Regions from separate parts of the Arachis hypogaea genome. Here region 1 is linked to region 2. The links are chromatin contacts, called in public Hi-C maps. All regions are on one chromosome and are shown on one strand. Each heading gives the region's core, a stretch centred on a gene start, on an enhancer-like site or on the middle of the called end of the contact. The rest is flanking DNA. Distances are from core to core; before and after follow the strand shown.

What was found. Hi-C and Micro-C count contacts between places; a contact is called where the count stands out from the background.
Region 1: a contact with region 2 is called in a Hi-C map of an unstated tissue, with 4 times the contacts expected there. The contact joins the promoter of LOC112711423 here to the promoter of LOC112709404 in region 2. A contact is called at or near these places in 2 of 8 Hi-C or Micro-C datasets (leaf and an unstated tissue).

The regions. Positions count from the first base shown.
Region 1 is chr9:104,240,634-104,243,333 of arahy.Tifrunner.gnm2.J5K5, reverse strand. LOC112711423 reads left to right here and starts at 1,270. Exons shown (of 3, transcript XM_025764074.3): 1 at 1,270-2,700.
Region 2 is chr9:103,953,538-103,956,237 of arahy.Tifrunner.gnm2.J5K5, reverse strand. LOC112709404 reads right to left here and starts at 1,321. Exons shown (of 7, transcript XM_025761291.3): 1 at 1,271-1,321; 2 at 921-1,148; 3 at 145-489. The coding sequence starts at 1,321.

The DNA of each region.
Region 1 (2,700 bases), core at 21-2,520, 290 kb before region 2:
TGTATTTTAAAATTGTGTATAATCGTGTATTAAAAATTTAATATGTTTAATATACTCATGTTCAAACTATATTTGTGTTCCTTCAAACTAATGGAACCCAAAACCAGATTATATAAAAATCAAACATGATTGAAACGTAACTTTTTTAACAATTAGGACAAGGGAATACTATCTTAACACAATTTGTTTATGGAAATTGCCCATTAAAATGTTTGACTTAAATCTTTGAAGAATTGTAACATTAGATATCATTCATTTTTCTTACCCGTCTTTTGGTTTATTTTGGCACAGCTTTATAATTTTTCAAGAAGTATTTTTTCGTTTAAAGATCTATAAAACTATCTTAAAATTTGTAATTATAATTATTAAAATTGGATATAATATTCAATTTGTATTATCATAATAAAATTCCTCATAATGATCACACTTTAAAACACAACGAATTAGAAAATTAAGATTTATCTAACTATTAAGGACTAAGGAGTATAACACTTTTACTTAGTAGAAAAGTATGCGTTATATATAAAGCAAAAATTACAGCAATGAAAAAAAAAAAAACCAATAAAATTATTTTTGCACTCAAAAAGATTTCCTTATTTCACCATCTCCAAATCCACCAAGTGGCCATGAATTGAGTGATCCATGACACTTGTTTGGATTGGCCAATTTCCGATGTTAAATTCCATCAAAAGGAGCTCTGTAGATATGTAGTCTTGTATTTTTCCATAGTTACATAAATCATTGTAAGCACTTTTCACAGTGAATTCGCCATTGAGGGATTTCACATAATTCTATCTTCACCAATCTCATCACTGGGAGGAGGAATGGCTTTGATTTTGTTCAGAAATTCAAAATCCCATTCCCCTTCAGCAGTTGCAGCATCCCGCACTTTCATACTTTGATTAATCATATTCATATCCCTTAACCCAGTTATGCTTCCACAACATTCCCTAAAGAAAAGGAAATATGTTTAATTAAAAAATGCCAGGCGTTTGTGAGGCTTTTCCACATTGGTGAATCGGAAGCCGATTGTATCATCCCCTGAAGAAGATTTTAGTCTCTCCCGTATTTATGATATAGAGTTTGTGCCCAAAGAAAGTCCTTCTCATTTAATAATCTCCACAATAGCTTTAACATGAAGGCTTCATTCATAATATCCATTCTCCTAAACCCCCCCCTAACGGTTTGGGTTTGCATAACATGTCCCACCCAATGGCATGTGATTTTCTTGCACCCTCCTTTTCTCCCAAAATAAAACTACGTTGTAATATTCCCGAAAAGGAGACGAGAGATATTAGGCCCTAGCCTCCCTGCTTTCAAAGGAAACCAGCACCTTTCCTCTACTTTACTATTGATAATCTGAGAAAACAAGTATGGTGAGATAGGGTCGCCTTGCCTCAACCCTCGTTTGGAGCTGAAAGGTTCAGCTTTGCATCCATTCCACAAAACTTTTTATAAGATACCCGACAGATACAGCTCATAATAATATCAATGAGATTCTCTGGTAGATCAAAATCAATTAACTACTCCTTAATGTACTGCCAATGTAGTTTATCATATGCTTTTTCGAAATCTATCTTAACAGCCATGAACATCTTCTTATCCTTTATTCTCTTCATGTTGTGGACCATCTCCTTAGCAATGATAATATTTTCATGTATTGTTCATCCTGAGATGAAGTTTTATTGGTACAGAGCAATTCTCTCAGACAAGACTTGCAACAATTATCTTGGTCAAACACTTATAAATGACATTGCAGACCGCAATCGAATGAAACTAGAAACCAAATTCTAGGTTTGTGACCTTTGGAACAAGAGCAATGACGGGGGTTCTACCAAAGCATCTTGATAAAGCCATATACGTTTCTTTACACCAAGCTCCAATGCTCCTTGTAGAATAAGGCTGGAAAACCATCCTCTCCCGGCGCTTTGAGCGACCCTATGCTGAAAATTCCTTTGCAGATCTCTTCATCTGAAGGGATTTGAGATAATTTATGCTTATAGCTCCTTTCTATACTCGGGTAGGGGAACATGGCATCAATTTTGATTATCTAATTGGTATAGCGCCTTGAAAATATTTACTGCCATGCTTTTCAATTTCTCTTGGTTTTCGCACCATTCACCATTATCACGCCTTAATTTCAGGATTTAGAGTTTTTGTATGATAGAACTTGGTATTCCTATCCCCTTCAACTAACCACAATTGTCAAAAATTTCTTTTTGTTCATGAATGGTTTCCAGTTCTCTGTTTAGTTCTCCCTCTAATCTTTCTAAGAATTTATTCTTTCCATTCCCTTCAATCTATCCATGATCCTCCTCGAAGATATTTTTGTTTCACATTGTAATATCAGAAGATAGATCATTGAAAGCGTTGGCAGAAGTTCCTCCTTCCTCCCAGGCAAGGCAAGAAAACTTCCAAAGTCAGGAAGGGACTCCCACATGGCCTCATAACAGAAAGGTTTTAGACCAATATCTACTCTAGCTGGCATTAAAGAGACCAGCAGTGGGTGATGGTCAGAGCTGACCCTGGTTAAGACTTCCACTCTTACCTCAGGGAATTGCACTCTCCAGTTAGCATTACAGAATGCTCTACCTAGATGCTTGAAAACCCTATCCCGATCATTCCTAGCTCTCCTTTTCCAAGTGAACTTTGATCCATGGCAGTTGCATTGTGCTAGCTACTCTGCAAGTTTCCTCTTGC
Region 2 (2,700 bases), core at 72-2,571:
ATATTCTTCACAAAATAACAGCAATAATTGGCACAAATGTCTTCCTATCAAGTCACTATAATATTCGATAAAAATTCAAAAATAGCAATATTTAAAGCAATTTCTTCAAAAATGGCAAAAGTTCCCTGGTTGAAGTTGGAACACCATGTCGATCACATTATTGTCCATTAGAATGCTAAGGCTAGCCTTCATTCTATCATCACCGCTCAAACCAGGAACATCTATCAATAGTGCCATTAGCTTCATTCTGTGCTTAACTCCTTCTTTCTCATGTTTAAAACAAGAAACCATATCAACTAAAACAGCTGTGTGTTCTTGATAAGCACCTTTCATATTTCTCATTGATTCTACTACTATGTCAATCACTTCCTCACTTTTGCTCCCTCTTTTTCTTTTATTCCTTTCTATATATGAAGCACTAGGAGCAGCAGAAGAATTAGGAGCAGCAGAAACACCGGGAGCAGCAGGAACACCAGGAGTTTGAGGCTCCTAAAAATTGAAAGCAACACCAACAGAAACACCAGAAGATTATTCAATACTGATAGAAATGAAGAACAAGTAGCCTAACTGATTCTACATGCTCTACGTTTGTATATACAAGCATTATCTTTACCTTGGCCAGCAAGACTAACAACATTAACTAACTAAACAGAACCTAATAGAATATTAATTACCCTGATTCTAATTCTGTTTGATTACATTCATATCCTTTTTTTCCTTATTATTATACTCCACAAAAATGAAGATCAATATTTCTATCTAAATGCTCAACATGATGGGAATAGTTAAGGCTAGTCACAGGAATAGGTTAAAGTAAATGAACTAATGAAGAATCACTCCAAAATCTAAAAAAATACACAGCAGCAGGATCAACAATAAGTGAATTTATGTACATGAATTAGAGTCAAGTGCTTACGTACTTGAGAATCAGTTTCATATTCAATTTCGGTCTCTTCCAAATTTACTTGGGTGTTTTCATTCACTTGACGATCACTCAAGGTTGCTTCGCGCTCAGCCTCCATTGTAGCAACTGCTTGAGTTATATTTTTTGCATTGCCTCCTTGAGCCCTATCTCTACCAAATGTTATTCCCAACTCTTCAAAATGTGGAAATGGTTTATTATAGAGGCCATTAGCATTAGGATGGGACTGAAATTAAAAAAAATTAAATAAGCAATTAATATTAAAAAGCTAAGATAAATAAACTTGTATTAAGAAAGTTATTTAGAATTTACACTCTTTCATTCATTGAAAATTTGTCGCTCCACTACAATCATTTTATCTTTATCGTTCCAATCAAATCCACTCCCAACCGTGTCCATTATCTCAACTATTGTAAAATATTATCTTTTTAGCAATTTCACCCTTGATTCAATGTGTGGATTAGCCTAAACATAGCAAAATAATTTAGAATTATTACTACTCTGTATATGACACCACAATTCATCCAAGCATAACTAAATATAGTGAATATATGGAGCAGTAATAATCATTTAGTTTTTGAATAACCAACTTATTATGAATAAGGTAAAGTTTATATGTAAGTTGAATATAAAATTTCTTTATTTAATTTAACACTTCAATTTTAAGACTATATATATGAACCAATTCATAATAACACAACATCCCAACAACATAAAGATCACCAAAGTGCATCTATGAATTAAAATTATGCATTTATAAAAAAGTTGATGATCATATAATTTGAATCTAAATCAATGATGCTAATATAATATAGTCGCATTCATAGATCATGCATGGTATCTAGTTCTGTAGGCATCCTTCTTAACATATCCTTGATTTTCCAATTTTGTCTAAATTATAATTTTTATATATTCAAACTAAATTCTTTCTGGTCCTTTCATCTCTATCTCATCGTCATTTTAAAAATAAATGAGAGCACAATAGTAAAGCATCTCAATATAGAAGCATAAATATTTTGTAAATTATACAATTATAACACAAATATAAAATTATAAACAAAGAAAATAAGTATTATGTAAAAAAACTGTACCTTAAGATCACATCCAGGGATCTTTTTATGCAGCATTTTTTCTAAATATTTTTCATAATCGGATTTAAACGTACCATTGTCACACTTCCAAAAAGTAGTTGCAAGTTCTACCAAACACTCAACTAATTTTGCATTTTTGTGTGGTATCCATCGACACTTAGTTTACTTTGAATTAGGTCGAGTATTCTCTTTCATTTTCTATAGAAGCAGAAAATAACACAAGATAATTTTTCATTATCTTGAAACAAGGAATCACACAAATATGAAAAGAACAGTAATCAAAGGCCAATCACAGAATCACTGCAATCCCATTTTCATCATCTTGAAGTAAGGAATCACACAAGTATGAAAAGAACAGTAATTATAAAATAAAATAAAATAAAGATGTACTAGGTGGTCTTGTTTGTAGTATATATATTACATTTAAAGTGAAAATTATAATATTCTACAGTATCTTATAACGAGCATATAATAAATATGAAATGAATGACGGGGAAAAGGAGAAGGGGAGTTATGTTGATAATTAATGATGCAGAATATTAGCATAGGATGAATGTACAAGGTATAAGGTTGTCATATAGGACATCAATAACATAAAGAGCATAAAAAGGAGGGGAGAAAAATTGGTAAGTAAAAAATAAAATAAACATAGTTCAAACTTTAATTATTTTATTTTGATAGACAAAA